Linked DNA regions of Mus musculus: all the other regions are linked to region 1. The links are chromatin contacts, called in public promoter capture Hi-C maps. All regions are on one chromosome and are shown on one strand. Each heading gives the region's core, a stretch centred on a gene start, on an enhancer-like site or on the middle of the called end of the contact. The rest is flanking DNA. Distances are from core to core; before and after follow the strand shown.

The links. Promoter capture Hi-C pulls out the DNA fragments that hold promoters and counts their contacts.
Region 2: a promoter capture Hi-C map of hippocampal neurons shows a contact between it and region 1, with 1.6 times the contacts expected there. The contact joins the enhancer-like site here to the promoter of Pold1 in region 1. A contact is called at or near these places in 17 of 39 promoter capture datasets (the 3T3-L1 cell line, the C10 cell line, the HPC-7 cell line and 10 more), 1 of 15 datasets of contacts at CTCF or cohesin (large pre-B cells), 2 of 484 Hi-C or Micro-C datasets (ECoMG-derived neutrophils and embryonic stem cells), 11 of 115 datasets of contacts at active chromatin or transcription factors (the 230-238 cell line, acute myeloid leukemia, bone marrow-derived macrophages and 5 more) and 3 of 9 other capture datasets (adipose tissue, liver and macrophages).
Region 3: a promoter capture Hi-C map of embryonic stem cells shows a contact between it and region 1. The contact joins the promoter of Tsks here to the promoter of Pold1 in region 1. A contact is called at or near these places in 4 of 39 promoter capture datasets (the 3T3-L1 cell line, embryonic stem cells, pre-B cells and 1 more), 1 of 484 Hi-C or Micro-C datasets (embryonic stem cells), 1 of 115 datasets of contacts at active chromatin or transcription factors (embryonic stem cells) and 1 of 9 other capture datasets (embryonic stem cells).

Annotation. Positions count from the first base shown.
Region 1 is chr7:44,546,922-44,550,892 of GRCm38.p6, reverse strand. Pold1 (polymerase (DNA directed), delta 1, catalytic subunit) reads left to right here and starts at 2,078. Exons shown (of 27, transcript NM_011131.3): 1 at 2,078-2,138. Nr1h2 (nuclear receptor subfamily 1, group H, member 2) reads left to right here. Exons shown (of 10, transcript NM_001285517.1): 8 at 49-148; 9 at 385-593; 10 at 762-1,277. The coding sequence ends at 908.
Region 2 is chr7:44,280,074-44,284,216 of GRCm38.p6, reverse strand. It overlaps the pseudogene Gm18307. Among named protein-coding and RNA genes, the nearest start is that of Gm18905, 9.0 kb to the right of the region's middle. Within about 2 kb of position 2,451, at least 13 of the 459 cell types and tissues checked have an H3K27ac peak or open chromatin away from gene starts, as enhancers often do. A contact at or near this core is called in hippocampal neurons, where this site is marked.
Region 3 is chr7:44,941,726-44,945,515 of GRCm38.p6, reverse strand. It overlaps Tsks (testis-specific serine kinase substrate), which reads right to left and starts at 2,276. Exons shown (of 11, transcript NM_011651.2): 1 at 2,063-2,276; 2 at 1,512-1,734. The coding sequence starts at 2,232.

The DNA.
Region 1 (3,971 bases), core at 829-3,328:
CATTTGACTCTGGGGCAGCTGAAGAGCCCTGTACCTTGTCACCTCCAGATCATGTTGCTAGAAACAGCCAGACGCTACAACCACGAGACAGAATGCATCACGTTCCTGAAGGACTTCACCTACAGCAAGGACGACTTCCACCGTGCAGGTCTGTGGAAGGCACTGACTTGGTCCTGGGGTTTCTGCCCCGTTGGCCCTCCAGGCCAGGCAGGCACTGGCAAGGAAAGATCATGTTTAGCGAGGCCAGATGCATCGTGTAAGAGGCACTCACAGGGTCTGTGTGGGGCGGAAGCCGGAGTAACTGTCACAGGCTGTCCTTCCTTCCCCTTTGAGTGCCCTGGGACCAGGGTCCGGTGTGAAGCTGGGCTGGGGCTGCTCTTGCAGGCTTGCAGGTGGAATTCATCAATCCCATCTTCGAGTTCTCGCGGGCCATGCGGCGGCTGGGCCTGGACGATGCAGAGTATGCCTTGCTTATCGCCATCAACATCTTCTCAGCCGATCGGCCTAATGTGCAGGAGCCCAGCCGTGTGGAGGCCCTGCAGCAGCCCTACGTGGAGGCGCTCCTCTCCTACACGAGGATCAAGCGCCCACAGGTACGGGAGCTGCCTGTTGTATATGAGCAGTCTCAGTATTGGGGTCCAGTGGCACATGTTGGGCACACTGAGCCTGGGGCCTGACCACTCAGGGTGCTGGCTTTCCAGACAAAGCTGGCTTTGCAGGACAGGGCCCCAGCAGGACCGACTTGCCTCCTCTCCCTGCAGGACCAGCTCCGCTTCCCACGCATGCTCATGAAGCTGGTGAGCCTGCGCACCCTCAGCTCCGTGCACTCGGAGCAGGTCTTTGCATTGCGACTCCAGGACAAGAAGCTGCCGCCCTTGCTGTCCGAGATCTGGGATGTGCACGAGTAGGGGCAGCCACAAGTGCCCCAGCCTTGGTGGTGTCTTCTTGAAGATGGACTCTTCACCTCTCCTCCTGGGGTGGGAGGACATTGTCACGGCCCAGTCCCTCGGGCTCAGCCTCAAACTCAGCGGCAGTTGGCACTAGAAGGCCCCACCCCACCCATTGAGTCTTCCAAGAGTGGTGAGGGTCACAGGTCCTAGCCTCTGACCGTTCCCAGCTGCCCTCCCACCCACGCTTACACCTCAGCCTACCACACCATGCACCTTGAGTGGAGAGAGGTTAGGGCAGGTGGCCCCCCACAGTTGGGAGACCACAGGCCCTCTCTTCTGCCCCTTTTATTTAATAAAAAAACAAAAATAAAGTTTGAGTACAAGCCATTCCTGAGCCCAGTGTGGAGAGGGTGGGCCATCTCTCTGCCCAGGTGACTGCGCTTGGTCTAGGTTCAGGCCACAGGGGTAGGGGTCGCTCCGCCGAAGACAGGTTATCTTCATACAGCATAGTTTGAGACACTAAGGCGGATGGAGGCCAGTGGAAAAGGAGAGGAACTTTAAGAGGAGGGTCTCAAAAGAACACTTCTTTTTTTTTTTTTTTTTTTTTTTAATTTTATTTATTTTATTATTATATGTAAGTACACTGTAGCTGTCTTCAGACACACCAGAAGAGGGCATCAGATCTCATTATGGGTGGTTGTGAGCCACCATGTGGTTGCTGGGATTTGAACTCCGGACCTTTGGAAGAGCAGTCGGGTGCTCTTACCCACTGAGCCATCTCACCAGCCCAAAAGAACACTTCTTAGGGCCAGGTTTTCAAAAGCTGAGGACTGCATCTGGCCATGAGTGTCATAAGTCAGGAAATGATTTGTGGGGCAACAGAAGTTATACAAGAACCTGGGCGTGTAGGGACTCTGAGGAAAACAGAAAAGAAGCTTGCTTCTAGCAAAGCATCAGGGTAGCATCCACTGTGGCAGTCTTCTAACGCTCCTGCAGTGGGCGCTCGGGGACCGCAGGCCAAACCCCTAAGAGCCAGGATGCTGGGGGCGTGTCCTTGTTCCGTTAGCGTCATGGGGCGGGGCCACTTGCGAGAGGCGTGGTTGTGGGTCCTCCAGAGTGGGACGTGGTTTGATCGCCCAAGCGGGCTAGGGGCGGGACCCAGCGGGCGCGCCGCAGCTCTGGGCCTGCGCGCAGAGGGTTCAGGGGTCACGGCGGCGTATCTTGTGGCGGGAAAAGCTGTTTGAGGCGGTAAGTAAGGAAGAAGAGTATGGGGCGCTCGGTCGCGCAGCTGACGCCTCGAGCAGAGTGCTCGCAGAATGTCTGCAGCTGGGGGAAGGATAGAGCAAGGCTGGCAATGCAAAGGACAGATCCCCTGGAGCTTAGGACCTGGGGTGCGCTGGACTGTCCGGGTGTGGGCTCAGCGGCGTGCACGCTAGCCAGGAGGGAGGGGCCGGAGGTGCAGGGCGTTGGTGCCTGTTCCGCTGTTCGAGAGACAAGGCGACGGTATCAGAAAGTCCAGCAAGAAGTAGGAATGAGCCGGGAATAGTGGCGCACTTTTATCCCCCGCACTCGTGAGGCAGAGACAAGCGGATCTCCGAGTTTGAGGCTAGTTTAGTTTACAGAGTGAGATCCAGGATAACCAGGGATACACAAGAGAAACCCTGCCTCAAAACCCCAAATTTTTTTTAAAAAGTAGGAATGGGAGGAAAAGTAATGCCTTAGAGCCTTTTCTTTTTTTCTTAGTGCGTGCGCTATGATGCGCACGTGGAGATCTGAGGACAACTTTGTGGCGTTGTCTCTTTCCGCTATGTGGATTCCCTAAGATCTAACTCAGGCTGTTCAGCTTGGCCAACAAGCTCAAATATCCATTCCGCTGTCACATCGGGCCCCATGTGATGCTTTATATACTAAATAGAACAAGCAAATTGATACTAGATGGGACAGTCTGCTTACCCAGTTTGGTGTTTGGTGGGGGAGGTGAGACATATCCCACAGTCCCAGAGCAACTGTCACTGCAGGGTCCCAGGGGAGGAGCCAGGTGTGAAGCTGGCAGTGTGTGAGGTACCCTGGGGAAAATGAATGGTTACTGTTTTAGTGTGCCACCATCACCACAGCGGGAGTGGGAGTGAAGACAGCTGTCCTGCAGGATGCTGCAGCTTCAGAGAGCATCCCTCTAGCGAGTGGGGCTTGCACCTGGGTCTGACTGTCCTGAGGGGAATGGGAACGTTGTGCCTCCAAGAACATCCCTGTCCGGGAAAAGGGGAGACTGAGGTGACAGAAGCAGTTTGTGGGAGTGGAGGAGCTTAAGGGGCCACCCCTCCAGGAGAGGTACAGGAATCCTTGGATCTGGCAGCCCTGGGAGAGGTGACATGAAACAATTGTTCAGCCTTTGGAGGCAGGAGGATGGCATGTTCTAAGCCTGCTAGGGCAGCTTGGTGAGATGATGTCTCAAAATGAATAAGAGAGCCAGGATGTAGTTAGTGGTACAGCCTAGAATCCCTCAGTGAGGGGTTGGGGTGGGACTCAGTATTGAGCCCTGCTGAGTTAAACCCCCAGACCTCTACTGGCTTTTGAGACTCAGGCTTTCTAGCTCAGACTTGGCTTTGAATTTGCCTTTGAGGCATACAGCTTGGATTATGGGTAATGGCAGATCCAGTATGGATTGGCTTATATCTGGGAGGTATGTTGTGAGTGACTTACTGGCGAAGCTACTGTTTGTCATAGCACCGCCTTCCCACTCTGGTCTGTGGGAGCCAGCTCCACTGCTTCCCCCGCCTCCTTCCGGAGCTGTGTGTGTGTGTGTGTGTGTGTGTGTGTGTGTGTGCGCGCGCGCGCGCGCATGCTTCCTGACCTGGTGATGGAGGGATGCTCATTTTCTGTGCAGTGCAAAGCCATGTCCCCATGTCAGTGGTCCTCAGTGGTGTCCTGCAGCTTTATTAGTGCAGCGCGTGAACTTGTGTGTTTGGTTGAACTGTTTGGAAGTTGTAGCTGGCATGATATTTCACCACCAGCACCCTACCCAGGGTCCCCTAAAAGCAGCATCTGCTTGCATCAGCACAGGGACCTGATCTGCCAGCTCGA
Region 2 (4,143 bases), core at 1,202-3,701, 270 kb after region 1:
TCACACTGATCAGTTTTGATACTGATCTTTGGAGTCATCATGATACTTGCTCAACATCTTTTCCTGGAACATAATCTGCTCCCAAGTTTGTGAGCTACTTCCTGCTCTACACCACCTTTCCCTGAACCTCAGCCTAAGCTGATGGGACCGATAGACATCAGAGACAGAGCCCCCAGTTTGACACTGGCCCTCCATCCCAAGCATCATAGGATGTATGCTGGGATGTGTGTGTGTGTGCTGGGATGTGTGTGTGCTGGGATGTGTGTGTGCTGGGTGGAGCTGGAGAGTTCAGGGGGGTGAGAAGTGAGGACGAGAAGACAGCTGTGAGCGAGGAAATCACACAAGGTATGGTGTTATGGCATATGCTTATAAGTCTAGTACTCAGGAAGCTGAGACAGGAGGATTGCCAGTTTGAGCATAGAAGACATAGACTTAAAAAACAAAACAAAACAAAACAAAACAAAAAACAAAAACCACGTACTGGGACTTAGTAAGAAAATGTTTGTCTACTGTATCCAGAGAGCAGGGTCCACTCCTCTGCACGGTCAGAGTCAGAGGGTGAGGCTGGCTGTCCTTGCTCAGATGTCTGACTTTCACAGGGCTTTCTCATTGTCCCGGGATTGAGTTGCCTAGAGTGTCTGTCCTGTGAGGCCCAGGGATCCTCCTGTCTCTGTCTCCCAACAATGGGATTAGAAAGATGCACTGCCCAGCCAAGGCTTTTGTGTGGGTGTCAGAGAGTAAACTCAGGTCCCCATAACTGGGCAGCAAACATTTCACCAAACATGCTGTGTCTACAGACCTGTTCTGTCTTATAGCCCTCTCCCCACCTGGCATGGTGTAACCTGTGGTGACAAACTCGTTCTGCCCCAGTGCCACAGCTGCCTCCAGACTGGGAGTCGATATGGGTATCTGTAAATTCATGACTTCCACTTCATTCAGTAAATTTGAGGTCAGTATTTCTAGGAATGCGTGTCCCATCTGAAGGTTAGCCTTAAAATACTATGCTTTTGTAATACTCCACCCCCCCAATCTGTAATTCAGGATTACAGATGTATACCACATCTGGATGAATATGCTTTTAGAGTAGAGTAGTCTCACAGAGTTTCTCCCGATCCGCTTGTTTATTTATTTATGTATTTATCTGTTTTGTTTTGTTGTTGTTCTGGGGACTTGAACTCTGGGCCTCACACAAGCCTTCTATGGTTGAGTCACACCCCAGTCCCTACTGGGGAATTCTAGGTAGGGGTGTCCCCAAAACACACCCCTGCCCTTCAGTGGGATATCCTAGGCAGGGGCAGCTCCTGACCCACATGTCCTGCTTTGTTCTCACATCTACCTTGATATAGGTCTCACTAAGCTCCCTGGGCTGGCCTAGCCTTAACTTTATTCTGCAGGCCAAGCAGATCTTTACCTGTGACTCTCCTGCCTCAGCCTCCTGAGCAGCTAGAATAACATGTGTATGTCCTGAGACTCTACTTGATTTTCTTTCATGGTTTCTCTTCCTTCAGTTGGATCATATCTATTGACTTGTCTTCAAAGTCATTAATTTCATCCCCAGTCTGTAAAATGTAAACAATTCCAATTGCTTTTTGAGCTTTCTGAATTTCCACTTAATTACTTTCACTGTTTCAGTATCCTATGATCCCCTGGCTAGTCATTTCTTGTGCCTTATTGCCTAGAAACCTCCAGTGAGGGGCTTGGGTGTGGCTATGTGGTAGAGACCTTACCTACAAGGCAGGAACCCCTAACCCTCACCCCCACACATACAATGTGAAGATATGAATGGCTTTGTCTTGGGGAGTGGGGGCATGAATTTTAGTGAGATGTCATTGGTGGCTCTGACATGTGGTTTTTCTTCTCCTGCAAGAAATGCCAGCCTGTGGAGGTGTGGTATCTCTGCTAGCTCACCATCACTGTCCTGTTTGTGTCCTGTGTTGTTGGAGTCCTGGGCAACGAGCTGGTGCTGTGGATGGCTGTGTGATGCTGTGTTCTGCATGGCTCACACTGTCCCTATGATCTGGTTCTTCAGCCTGGCCCTGGCTGACTTTACTGTCCTCTTGTCTGTGCCCATTTCCATGTGTATCATAGTCCATGGCTGGTGGCCTTCTGCTAACTTGATCTGTAAACTCTGCATGGCCTTTCTGGTTCCCACTTTCTTCATCAGCATCTATTTGCTGTGGATCATTTTTGTGGATCCCTGCATCTTGGTCCTGCACCGTGTGTGGGCCAGAAACCACAGAACGGTGCAGCGAGCCACATGGCTGTCCATGGTGGTGTGGCTGCTGGAAGCTGCTGCCTGCTCTCTATACTTGAAGTTCTGAACTACTGGGAAATTATATGGCTGTGAATGTTGCTACTTCCACTTCAATTCAGAGAAAGAGACAGGGCAGGATTGGAGTGCAATGGTTGCTAAGCAACAGACAGCAATAGCCATCACCCACTTGCTGCTTGGCTTCCTAGTACTCTTGACTGTCATCAGCGTCTGTGCCCATTGCATCCGGTCCAGGCTTCGGACGAAGGGCTGGGTGCATGCAAGGCGGTTCAAGAAGCTGCTGCTGGTGGTTGTAAGCACCTTCCTCATCTTCTGGTTCCCTTTGAAGGTGGTGCTCTTGGTGAAGTCAGTGCTTCTGATGTCTTTACAGCAGCCTCACTATCCCAAGACAGAGCTCATCTCATGGCTGTCTTCGCCTTGGGCTGCCTCAACCCCTTCCTCTATGTCTTCATCGGCAGAGATTTCCAGCAGTAAAATTTTCAGTCTCTATCTTCTGCCCTGGCTAGAGTGTTTGGGGAAAAGGGTTTTATCAGTCATCCTGTCCCTGAGGCCAATACCCCAGCAGAGGGTAGAAACCTTACAGTTCAAACTAGAAGTCCACCTTCATAGTCTGTAAACAAATACATTAACTTCTGAGACAAGCTTCTACCACTATTAAGTCCTCCCAGCAATCCACCCTCAGAAGCCTTCTTAGTATTGGCACAGCATCTATTTCCCAAATGGTGAATAGTGAAAACAAAACTACATTTCCCAGTATCCTTTGCAACTATATATAGCCATGTGACTGAAATTTGGGCAATAGTCTGTTAAGTATGCAATGTAACTTCCTCAAAGGGACTAAATGCGAGAGCTCTGTCCACCCTTCTTTAGTTTGACTAGAAATGGAATGTATTAGCCAGTTTTTGCTAATTGATGAACATCCCCTTTCAAGTGTAAAGGCATTTAAAAAACAGAACCCACATGGGGCTGGAGAGTTGGCTCAGTGATTAAGAGCACTGGTAGCTCTTACAGTAGATCTGATTTTGATTCCCAGCACCCATGTGCTAATGTACAACTGTCCATACAGTTGCAGGGGATCCGGCACCCTCTTCTCTGCTAGAACCAAGCTTAGTCATACATGCAAACAAAACACTCATGCACATTGTCTTAGGGTTTTATTTCTGTGAACGGACACCATGACCAAGACAGCTCTTATTAAGGACAACATTTCATTGGGGCTGGCCTACAGGTTCAGATATTCAGTCCATTATCATCAAGACAGGAGCATGGCAGCATCCAGGCAGGCATGGAAGAGCTGAGAGTTCTACATCTTGGTCCAAAGGCAAACAGGAGAATATTGGCTTCCATGCATCTAGGATGAGGATCTCAAAGCCCATCCCCACAGTGACACATATCCTCCAACAAGGCCACACCTCCTAATTGTTCCACTCCCTGGGCCAAGCATATACAAACCATCACACATGTTATTTAAGTAAATCCAAAGACCAAAAAAACCTCTTATGATTTCTGCAGCTCAGCAGTTTGGGTTGGGATCAGCTGAGCATTTTTCCCATCGCAGTTAGACTCTCTCATGCTGTTCTGAGGAGCAGTTGGCTATTGTCTGGGATGAGCACACTGACTAAGCCATAGAGTTTCCATTCTCCCACATACTTGCTTTGTGTGTATGCCTCTCTCTCTCTCTCTCTCTCTCTCTCTCTCTCTCTCTCTCTCTCTCTCCGTGTGTGTGTGTGTGTGTGTGTGTGTGTGTGTGAGTGTGACTGTGTGAGTGTGGATCTAAGGACAGCTTAGATCTTACTCCTCAGGTGCCATAAACCTAACTTTTTAGACAGTGTCTCTCACAGGTCAGGAACTCACCAAATAGACTAGGATTG
Region 3 (3,790 bases), core at 1,027-3,526, 390 kb before region 1:
CCAAGATATAAGATACAATTTGCTAAACGCATGAAACTCAAGAAGAACGAAGACCAAAGTGTGGACACTTTGCCCCTTCTTAGAATTGGGAACAAAACACCCATGGAAGGAGTTACAGAGACAAAGTTTGGAGCTGTATCGAAAGGACAGGCCATCTAGAGCCTGCCATATCCAGGGTTCCATCCCATAATCAGCTTCCAAACGCTGACACCATTGCATACACTAGCAAGATTTTGCTGAAAGGACCCAGATATAGCTGTCTCTTGGGAGACTATGCCGGGGCCTAGCAAACACAGAAGTGGATGCTCACAGTCAGCTATTGGATGGATCACAGGGCCCCCAATGGAGGAGCTAGAGAAAGTGCCCAAGGAGCTAAAGGGATCTGCAACCCTATAGGTGGAACAACAATATGAACTAACCAGTACCCTGGAGCTCTTGACTCTAGCTGCATATGTATCAAAAGATGGCCTAGTCAGCCATCACTGGAAAGAGAGGCCCATTGGACTTGTAAACTTTATATGCCCCAGTACAGGGGAACGCCAGGGCCAAAAAGTGGGAGTGGGTGGGTAGGGGAGTGGGTGGGAGGGTATGGGAGACTTTTGAGATAGCATTGGAAATGTAAATGAGGAAAATACCTAATAAAAAGTATTTAAAAAAAGAATCAATTAAGATGGTATTTCAAAGGCAATTTTCAAAATATAAAGTGCTATAGAAATGTGTATGATTGCTATCTATTAAATGGAATTTTGGCAGCAAACAAACAAAAAGAAATCTCTAGCTCAACCGTATAAACCCACTAGTTCCAATTCTTTTTTTTTTTTTCCCTACACAGAAGCCTCAAACCTTAGTATGCTGCTGCATGTCTTTAATTCCAGCCAGTGGCAGAGGCAGGAGGATCTCTGTGAGTTCTAGGCCAGTCTGATCTACAGAGAGAATTCCAGACCAGCCAGAGCTACATAGTAAGACCCTGCCTCAAAAACAAAGTCAACAACAAAAGTAAGGCCTCAAGCAGCTGAGGTGACAGTTTGGAGTTGTTCCTCCTCCTGACATCTCATCTTAGGCTTTCCGGGGAATATTTATCAATTATCAAGCTGGGGGTGTGCATTCAGGCCTCTCCTCCCAGCTACTTGGAAGGCTGGGGCAGGAGGCCTGCAAATTCAAGGCTGGACTGCACTAAGGAGTAAGACCCTGTCTAAAGATAAAGGACAAGCTTGGCGTGGCACAGTGGTAGAACTTGCCTAGAACCCTCCAGTAAGGGCCTGGGGCCATGGCCCAGTGTGTTCTCTCTAGTGTTCTTTAGGATGAAACCGAGGGCTTGCATTGGCTAGCCAAGTGCTCAACCTCTGAGCTATACCCCTACCCCCAGGAGACCTTTCCTGATAGATACCGTTATTAAAGCCTGTCTTCTGGTCTCAGGGACTATAACTTCTTCTAAACTAGATTGACTCCCCTCCTCTGATCTGCCTACCTCCAGTGAGTAGACTGTGGCCCACCCCGTGTCAGCTGCTCACCAGTAGTTCTGTGATGTCAGGGTCCTCTGGAGCCCAGGGTGTTGTAGGGGAAGCAGGTGGCCCTGGCAGTGCCAGTGGACCACTGTCCTCTGTGGTCGAGTCTGTGCCCGAGGAGTCGGGCTCCACGGCAGCCAGGTTGAGCAAGGACACGTTGGTGCAGGCAGAGGACCGCTTGAGGTTCAGGCACCAGTGCATCGGCTCGTGGGACATCCGGGGCTCCACCCTGCAGATGACCCAGGAGACAGTGGGAAGGGGGGACCGGAGGAGCGGGCCTTATGTCCTCAACACAGCTCCTGCACCCTCTGAAGCCATTGACCTCCTGCTTCCTTGATTCCTTTACCTACCATTTCCCTGTTGCCTTCCAGCCTCGCCCCCACCCCCACCCCCAACCCTCTCCTGATTCCTTCCATCACTTCTCCTGACTCTCCCTTCAACCCCCCACCTTTTTTCCCTACCACCTCCGTAATGCCCTCTTCTTCGTCCCTTCTTGCCCTAAGCATCCATGCTTTGCTGTAGGCCATGTTGTCACCAACAGGGTGCAGGAAACCCACCCATGGAAGGACACAGCCTTCTTTTTTTTCGTTATCCCTTTGGCAGGGCTGGTCACCCCCCCGGGAGCCTCGGGGACCAGCTGGGCACGGCTTTCTACCCCCGCAGGTGGGTCCCCCGCTTCGTGGATCTCTTTGGATTGCCAGATTGTCTTCACCACCACGCTTGCCATGGTGCGGGGGGCCTGCTCCCAGGGGGAGACTCACCATCTACTCTGCCCTCCCCCCCCGGCGCTCAGGGTCCCCTAGCTCCTGGCCTGGGTCACAAAGGGCCTAACCACTGGGTCACAGAGAGGGGTAAGGGGGAGAATAGGTGCTGGCTTGGCTGTCCCCTGTAGACCTCAGTGGACTCTTCCGGCCCTGGCTTTGATTGTACAGCTCTCTCATTCCAGTCTAGAGCACACGGTGGACTGGGTTCTAACCCTGCAGCCAGCTTTGGGATCCAGTCCCAGATCATCTATCTTGCTTCGTGCCTTGCCTAGGATCTGAGAGACAGAATGGGATTATTTCCAAGCCCTTCCCTGAAGGACTTAGTGCTCTGTGAGCATCTGGGAGGCAGAGTTGAGAAGAGAGACACTCAAACAAAAAGATCCCAGCATCAGCCATGCCACAGAGAGAGTCAGGAGAAATCATGGCAATATGTCCTCACAGCTTCTCAACATGTGGTTGGGATTTAGCCTTCATACTGTCTGTGAACTTTACTTTTTGTTTGTTTGTTTGTTTGTTTTGGTTTTTCGAGACAGGGTTTCTCTGTGTAGCCCTGGCTGTCCTGGAACTCACTTTGTAGACCAGGCTGGCCTCGAACTCAGAAATCGCCTGCCTCTGCCTCCCAAGTGCTGGGACTAAAGGCATGTACAACAGCACCCAGTAATTTTACCTATTAAGAAAAGAATCCAGCGTCCTGTATCATTGGCTCCGTGTTTCAAGAGTACTTGCTGCTCTTCTAGAATTCCTAGAATTCAATCCCCAGTCTCAAATGACAGCTCACAAACATCTATAACTCTAGTCACAGAGTATTTGGGACTCTGATGACCTCTTCTGGCCTCTAAGAGCACCAGGTATACAAGGTGGTACACAGACATATATGCAAGCCAAACACTCATATACATGAAACAAAAATAATGAAATCTCAAAAAAAATAAAAATAAATAACTGGGTGGTAGTGGTACATGCCTTTAGTCCCAGCACTCAGAGACAGAAGCAGGTAGATCTCCCAGTTCAAAGGCAGCCTGGTCTATGGAGTGAGTTCCAGGACAGCCAGAGCTATGCAGAGTATAATCCTGTCTCAAAAAGCCAGAAAACCGTGCTGGGCATGGTGGTGCACACCTTTAATCCCAGCACTCCGGAGGCAGAGGCAGGCAGATTTCTGAGTTCGAGGCCAGCCTGGTCTACACAGAGAAACCCTGTCTCGAAAACAAACAAACAAACAAACACCCAGAAAACCCAAGAAACAAATAACCAAAAAAAGAAAGAAAGAAAGAAAGAAAGAAAGAAAGAGAAAGAAAGAAAGAAAGAAAGAGGTGGGGGAGAGAATGAATATCTAGGGCTAGGAGATTGCGCAGTGTGTAGAGGTGCCTGCCACGCTGAGTTCAATCTCCCTGGACCCACATTTCAAAGAGAAAAGCTAAACATTGTGATGTGTTTGTATTCCCAGGACTAGGGAGGAACAGACGGGCAGGTCCCTGGGGTTTGCTGCCCAAATCAGGGAGCAAACAAACAAACAACAATGAA